Regions from separate parts of the Mus musculus genome. Here region 1 is linked to region 2. A link is a contact called in public Hi-C data. All regions are on one chromosome and are shown on one strand. Each heading gives the region's core, a stretch centred on a gene start, on an enhancer-like site or on the middle of the called end of the contact. The rest is flanking DNA. Distances are from core to core; before and after follow the strand shown. Region 1 has its middle 3.6 kb from the start of Mir137. Region 2 has its middle 180 kb from the start of Gm32344.

What was found. Hi-C and Micro-C count contacts between places; a contact is called where the count stands out from the background.
Region 1: a Hi-C map of cortical neurons shows a contact between it and region 2, with 1.9 times the contacts expected there. The contact joins two enhancer-like sites. A contact is called at or near these places in 1 of 39 promoter capture datasets (hippocampal neurons), 2 of 484 Hi-C or Micro-C datasets (both in cortical neurons) and 1 of 115 datasets of contacts at active chromatin or transcription factors (forebrain).

The regions. Positions count from the first base shown.
Region 1 is chr3:118,428,183-118,432,371 of GRCm38.p6, forward strand. No RefSeq gene overlaps it. Among named protein-coding and RNA genes, the nearest start is that of Mir137, 3.6 kb to the right of the region's middle. Within about 2 kb of position 2,234, at least 40 of the 459 cell types and tissues checked have an H3K27ac peak or open chromatin away from gene starts, as enhancers often do. A contact at or near this core is called in cortical neurons and forebrain, where this site is marked.
Region 2 is chr3:118,139,344-118,143,358 of GRCm38.p6, forward strand. No RefSeq gene overlaps it. Among named protein-coding and RNA genes, the nearest start is that of Gm32344, 180 kb to the left of the region's middle. Within about 2 kb of position 2,573, at least 7 of the 459 cell types and tissues checked have an H3K27ac peak or open chromatin away from gene starts, as enhancers often do. A contact at or near this core is called in cortical neurons and forebrain, where this site is marked.

The sequences.
Region 1 (4,189 bases), core at 984-3,483, 290 kb after region 2:
AGTTGAAATACTGTCTCATCTTATAATCAAGAGAAGGCAATATCATTGTTTCTAGCCTGTGAACAGATAAGAGAACCCAAAAGGGCTTGATTTGAATGCCCTCCACAGAGTCTACCAAGAGCATAACAAGGTGATGTAACAGATAGCCTAGCACTACAAATTCATTATTGGAAAATAATTACTTTACATTTAACGCTCTTTTAGTTGTACTAATTCCTCTGGGAAATGAATTTTTTAAAAAAAGGAAGGACAGACAGTGTTGAGTGCACCAATGTTCCCATCATGCCATAAATAAAGGAAATGGTTTGCTTACCCCAGCTCAGGTCTCATAAGAAAACCTAGAATCTCTATTTTCCTAAGTGTTCATTTTATGAATGCCTAGCTATTTCTAAATCAATACTTTAAATAAAAGCAAACCAAAGGTGAAATTTCGAGTCTACTTACATATTGGTCGAGCCTGAATAACTTGACTATCATAAATTTTCTGAAGACCTGGCCAAAATCTGCCTGCGGTTTCAACCTGACCTGCAGGGGGCAATAGCTTGACGCGAATGACAGCTAAGGCTGCTGAGCTATTAGACTTGAAATTCTGACTTTGACCCTGGAATGTTGTGTAGGTTGGAAAGAGTGCTTAATTAATGTATATTGAAACAAAAGATCAGGTAAATTGTTTGATTTGTCTTCAAGCTATATTTTTAGACTAATCTAATTCATTTTTTTCTTAAAGAGATTATCAGAGTTTTTCAGTAGACACATTCAGCTACCTCAAGAATTATCTTAAATACTAATTGTTTACTAAAGAATTGATGTAATTTTTTAAAAAGCAGAATAAAGTGAATATGATTATCTGTTTTCAAATGGATGTGAAAATCAGAGAAGTGTAGCCTATTTATAACAGGTAATAAAAGAATGCTACACGTATATAGAAGAAACTCTCTTATGATGTTCCTCTAAAAATATCTGAAAATTGCAAATAGGTGAGGGACAGTCACACACTGTTTGAAATATGTTCTCCCTCCATACATAAAACATTAATTTTGAATAATGGTATGCATTTAAATATCACAATTAACAGGGTGTGATATATTTTATTTCCCTATTTTTCTATTAAAAATAGAGTAGAATTTATTGATTATTGATAGTATACATCCTTTTCCTCTTCCTGACATCTCTACCCTTTCCCACATTGCCATATCACTCCTATCAAATGTTTAGTTTAGATCAGAGACACATCAAACAGTGTATGGGTGGGAGGAGGGACTATAAAACTTAATTTTTAAAAACTGTCCCCCATCAATTTTAAATGATACAAAATGTTTCTCAAAAAGGCATCCTGATCTGATTTCAATAAGTCATAGAGGGTACCTGGAAAAAATAACCCCTAGTCAAAGCTAGTGGTATTTACTAGATTGTTTTTATATACAGCATATGCTTTGCATGTATTTTGATCACAGTAAGAAAACGCATGATAGTTTTTTTTTTTTTTTAAGAACTGCTATATAAGTGCTCCTTTTCTTTTCTGTGACAGTTTGGTGCTGATTTTAAAAATTAAAAATTAAAAAAAAAGGCTTTAAAGGCATCATTTTTTTTCTCTCCAGTATGCTAAAGATGTTGTATATATCTTTTTTGCTTTTCTTTAAGGAAAGAATATGGGGGTTGCTTACACAGGGAATGAAAATTCTATTCTCCAACCCCCCCTCCCATTCTACTAAACCGTTTTAGTCGACATATGTTTGTTATCAGAGAGAGGTGCTGTGAACACACAGCCATTTTCTTAGCAGCTTTTTGACTGTATGTTACCATAGTCCCACAAGGCATTGGTCCTTTCCCATTGGGAAGTCATGAATAAGAGACTATGAAGCTCACACGTCAGATCTTCCTCAATTAATCCACCATTAGCATGTTCGGGGTCCACTACTGGATGGTTAACAGCGGCTTTTTGTAACTGTACGCCGACCATACCCAATTATGCTTTGCTAAAAATGAACTCTTTGCAGACCAAGCCTCTTGGGCTGTCAGTGTTTTCCGTTTTCCTATTTTAACGTTTGTGTATAGTGGCAGGCGACAGATGGTGTGGATCAGATCGATTTGATTGCATTAGATGATTTTCCCCCCTTCCCCACGCCTTTCTGGAAGCTCGCATCAGCTGAAGGCTCTCGCCTGGGACTCCTCCGAAGCATGAGCAAGCCGCCACCACGCGAAGGCACTGGGGCACAGCCAGCGAGAGGCGACAAGGTCCCTTCCCAGGGCTTGTTAACACTGTAACCGGGCGCTCAGAGAGCAGCGGCTCCCACTGCCCAAGCCTGCCTCGCCGCCCATCCGATGACTCCTGGCTTCTGCACACAGTTGGAGTTCAGCCGGCAACCTGGATTTAGAGGGTAAGCACTTCATTCTAGACGGATTTGTGACAGTTACTTTGCTATACCTGCGATACTGCAGACAAATCTCAGCAAACGCATAGGATGTAGGATGTGTGGGAGAGGGCGACTATGTTTACATCGGTAAATGGGTTTCTTTTTGTCTGAGACAGAGAGTGTTACTCGGTGACGATGTGTATAGTGTTTTGCCATTGATTGTAGGAGTCCACTACCACCCTCCTCCCGATTTTTTTCCCCTCTCCTTCGTGTTTTCCCTTTTCTACTTGAGAGGGAAGGAGAGATAGAAGAAGGGAGGAGGGAGTTAAGGAGGGAGGGGAGAAGAGAGGAGAGAGAGAGAGAGAGAGAGAGAGAGAGAGAGAGAGAGAGAGAGAGAGAGAATGAGAATATTTCTGCTTTAGCTTAATTGCCTTATTTCCTAAACCGATTTTTTTTTTTGTAGCTCGCTTTATGAATATTTGGTTTTTAATTACCAAGCGTTTAGCTAGGATGGGTGTTGGGGAGTGGGGGACAGGGTGGGGAAGTACAGAGGAACACTGCCATAGTGGCAGTGGCCTTGAGAGATCAAAAGGTGCTGAAAGCACCCCTTGCCCGAAAAACACACCTTCAGTTATTAGGGCGCGAGGGAATTGTAGATTCTAATAAACATGGCTTGCAGGAGTCGACGAACAAAGGTACTTAATGCGGACCTAAGCCTCCGCTGCTATTGCTCCGATAGCGGTACCTAAATATTCGAGAGGAAAGTGTAAGTTGATCAACAAACGCCCTGGTAGTATTGGGCTTTTTCCCTTTTCCGTTTTTTTGTGTGGAGGGTGGAGGGGGGTGGGGAGAGTGGATGGGTGGGGGAAATCCGACAGCTTAAGGAGGTTTGAATTGAATATGCACCCAGCGGCAGTGGTCTCGTAGGAAATGGTGTTCTCGTAAGTCAGGCTGCCCCGCTGAAGCACAAGAGCTGTGGTTAGAGCTCGGAGCGTCAGTTCTGGTGGGAGTGCTGCAGGCTGTCCGCTTGGGCTGAGCTGTCCACTGGTCCAGGTGCTGAAGTGTGGAGCATTTGGTATGTAGGGAAAGGGCTGACTCTGTTGCTTGGTTAGGAAGAAAACCTATCGCCTGTCTTGTTCCAGATTTTTTTTCTTAAAGCATGCTAGTCTGTGGGTCTCTCTGTGTGTTCTTGTGTGTGTGTGTATGTGTGTGTTCTTGTGTGTGTGTGTGTGTGTGTGTGTGTGTGTGTGCGTGTGTGTGATTTTTCTTGTAATCCTGATAAACTAAGGGAAAGAACTTGGAAAGCATTGAAAAGCTGTGTGGGCATTTATGCCATGATTCTACAGCATGAGGAGAACGTGTGTATGCGAGGTGTGTGTATGTGTATGTGTGCCTTGACCATGCTTCTGACTTGAAAACCATTCCATTTAGTAAATCAAATCCTATCTGTGCAATGTGTTTTGTTTTCCTTTCAGAGGCAGTTGAGATTTTAAATAAAAGAGTAAAGAAGGAAATGCACACGTTGCTCATAGACTATTGCCTTACTTCCCCTAAGGGCTTTTGTTTCTAGGAGTTCAGGCTAAAGGGAACCTGTCAGCTTTCTTGATTTTTTTTCTACTGGTTGTAGTACCAGAGAAAAGCTCCATTTTATATCTATATTGGGTAATGGCAGAAAATAGTATTTATTAATTGTTTCACTGGCTTGAATCTTTTGGTAAATGGAGTTACCTAAAAAGATAACTGCAAAGATAGGCTATAGTCGGTGAGAAGTACTATTTTTCTTTTGAGTTATTTCAGGCAAACATTAAATCATAAGACCTGGAATTCATGTTGGT
Region 2 (4,015 bases), core at 1,323-3,822:
AATGCTTCTTCTAGTCTCCTAAGGGACTATCACTTGCAGTACATTAAGAATTCTGAGCCAAGAGACAGAAAAGAGGCCAGATTTTATAAACTAACAAGCTGTTTCAATTTTTCCTATAAACATGGGGGGATTATTGAGTGCCATAATGATGGAAAATAACCTTGTGTTGGATTACTCTGAAAAGATATTACTAGGTATTTAGAACTTGGAAGGTCATATTGGGAGTTCTGTATGTGTTCAGATCTGAAATACTAACAGCCTTAACTATAGTGGAAACCACAAGCATGTGATAAGGGGCCAATATGATACAGGAAGATATATGCATGGCTTAGAAATTGGTTGGATATTATAAACCAGAAGACAATATTTTGACTTTAAATTAGACTATATACATGCATACATGATATATGTGTGTGAATGTAATAATTAAGATGTACTAGAAGTGTCTGAGATATAGTTATTTACAAATTATAAATATGTATATATTGTGCACATGCATAGCTTTGATTATTTAACATAGGAAGGAGACAAAGGCAGTTAGGGTATATCTGGCATGAATAGTCAGGAGCACAGTCAATTTAACTTGACATGTTTTGTTTAGAGTAAATCTGAGACTCCAGTGCAAACATCTTCAGAGAATGAGAAGTGTTGGCTATGTTAAGAGAATAACAAGGTTGAAGACAGATTTGAGACAAAATGAGGTCTCTAAGCGACATCGAGGAAGACATTATTAGCACTCCACAGAAAGTACCTTGAGACCAAAGGACATTGAAAGTGCAGGGAGACTTTTAAATAAAAAGGGACAAGAGCCATAAACATTGGGAAGCTCAATAAAAATTGATTTATTTTTCAGAACCTTCCTTGGGTAGAGAAAACTATATTATCTCGAGGTAAAACTTCAACGTTAGAAGGCTCTGCTCTCCATACAGGCATTTTACAATTCCAAATGTCTCTTCCATCTGTCACAGAAGTGGGTGGAACATACTGTACCATCTTAGAAATTTGAGGGCATTTATATAAAAAGTACTTGGGCAAATGGCAATTTCTATCACAGTAGAAACATATGTAAAAAAAGTGTGTAGTATTCTGTCAGACACACAGATTTTTTTTTTCTCTTTCTTTCTCTTTAATTCAGTAGATCAATAGTCACAATCAGAAAGAGGCAAATGAGGTTAAGTTCCCCCCCCCCTCTGTTATGTTAAAGACATAAAGCCTTTGTTGTGTTTTGATCCAGAGTGTGGAGAAAGAGTTGGCAGAGAAGAGAAAGACCAGGCAAAGCTGCTTCCAGAGTGAAGGCTTTGGAACTGATGAGGAAAAAGTAATTTGCAGGTCTGCTTCCTTTGGAGGCCATCGTGAGATGGAGCAAACTCTACAGAGACTCAGGATAGCCATGTTCGAGACACTGGAGACCGGTCCAGCTCCCTCGCTCTCTTCTCACAAGAGCCTGAAGTCCACAGTCTTCTAGTTCTTTCTTGTATTTACTCTTTCTCTTCTGCCTTCCTCTAGCTTTGAATTCACCTTTTTTTTTTTAGTGCTCTAACTCACTAGAATCTAGTGCAATGTGGGTCAATATATACGAGGCGAAAAACCAAACCAAGGAAGCATCTACAAATGCTGTGACATACATCGCTTTTGCTTCCCATGTGTGAATTTACATGCTCCTTCTCTACGAGTTTGTTTTAATCCCCTCGAGTCTTGAAAGCATCTCCTATGGGAGTGTAATTTTTTTCTCTCCCGCTCTCTTTACAACTTAGAAAATTTGACCCACTTTAAAGTTAAGTTCTCATTTTATTTTTTTTTCCTAGAAACTAAAATTAGATGTTTGGATTTCTTTTTAATAAACACAAACATTCAGGAGTGAGGCTTGTGCCTGAGCAACAGCTTCTGTTCTATAATTGGCATTTCCCCCCTTTCTGATGACTCAGACAGCTGAATTTAGAAACCTTTTACTAACCATATTGCTAATCCTAATATTATACTTTTAACGTTTTTATTTTTTTAACACACATTTTAAACAGTGAAAGAAAAAAGCCCTGGCTATTGCAAGGGACCCAGAAGAGCAGGAGTCACGTTGATTCTTGACCTGTGAGAAGATGAAAAGGACAAGAGGTCCCTGGAATGACAGTGGCCTCACCCATGTCTGAAAAGCCCCGAACCTGCATTCTGTTAACCTTGATGGGGTGGAAACATGCAATATATGTTCCGGAAGTGTTAACGGAGGAAAAGCAAGGGTGAAGGAGTCAGTACGGACCACACTCTTCTAACGTGCAAAAGCAGGCTGAGGGTTTTCATTTGAGATACTCAAAACTGGAAAAAGAATGAAAGCTTTGTCAGGTGTAAACCTTAAAATGAAGCATGCTTGACGCCAATTCAAATATACTGCCAACTTCACTTATTTGCGTTAGCGACTGTTATTCTTTTTTTTTAAGAAAAAAAAAAAAGAAGCTATTTAAATGTTTCCTTTAATTCATCTGCTTGTCCTTAAAAAACGAGACCTAGAGGATTGATGAGTGACTGGCAGCTCAGCAGCAAACTGGAGAGAGAGCCGAGGCTTAGGCTTGTGCCTCATTATGTACCCAGAGCCCCACAACCTGCCATGGAGCCACGCAGCCACAATTGGCCACCGCACAGCTCACGGCTCCGCTCTGAAATGGTAGCAGGTGGCTGGTAGCTGAAACCAAAAGCTGAAATTATCTTTACAATTGTGCCTTGACCCTGTGCCTGCAAATATAAGAGGCAATAAGTATATACATGGGTTGTAAAAAATAACTGTTTCTTTGATTTAAATTTATATTTGTAGTGGTTATAGTTCATTTATTATGAACTCAGGGGTAAATGCAGGTATGTGTGTGTGTGTGTGTGTGTGTGTGTGTGTGTGTGTGTATACGTTTTATACATGCATGCACTCACACACATATATGGTTTTATTTATTATTTCTCTTTGTATTACAGCCATCAGTTTTCTATAGCCAGATTGGGTTGGCATGCTTGTTACAGTTTCTTTATAATAGAAATAGCAATATATTGAGCCTTCAGAGTCTCACAAAGGTAAGGTGGCTCCGCTTAGGAACCACAAGTCCAGGAGGCTTTAGAGCTGCCTATAAAACATAGACCTAGCACTTCGGCAATTCTGGAGCTGTCATCAGTGCAAGAGGGAGGCCTAGAAAGAAGAATGAATATTCATACAACAAATGCCGCCTAGAGAAACTGGGAAAATAACTGATAAACCAATATATTTGGCTGAGGTATTACACATGATTGAAAGAAAAAAAAAAGACATTAAAATATGGATGGGTGGAAGGCATTTCAGGAAGAATTTGTCACCAGATGGTAAGTAGTTATAAAGCTCTGTTCTCTGTATCTATAACTTAGAAAAAAATGGTCGCAGTTAAATGACCTCTGAGATGCAACTTAGAACTATTTTTCACAAGCCCGAAAGATAAATAGTATGTTTCTACCCGAGCTAAGCCAAGGAAAAAAAAACGTATTTTAGGTTCTCTTTATCTAAGGTGACTTTTCTTTTTAAAATGGGAAGTGTAGCTAGTTTTATTTAAAAAAAAAATCTCCTGCATTATTTACTGTCTATGGTATGAAGTAGCAGAATTATGTGAATGGGGAAGCCAACTCTTGACCTAGTGATTCCCTGTTTCTCATTGAGTTTTGGTCTGAGGCATTTGGAGATGAGCTGATTAGATCTAAAGAAAGGTGCTTTTATCTCTCAGTGGCAAAAGCTGATCATAAACGTGTCAATATTAGCCTGATAACCTTCCTTTCTAAACCACAAGGCCAAGTAACTGGACTGATACCCATGTTACATCTGGACCCAGAGTTCACAAGCAACTAGCGCACGGTGGGTCTTATTTCTTAGACAGCTGATTCCTCACACAGTCTGATTCACTTCGATTTGTGAAATGCACATGGACTGTAGGCCTCAAGGAATCCACATATTACGCCAATTTAGAGAAACTAAGTTAAAGTCAAAGATGATCTATTTCTTTTCAGAAATGATGACAGT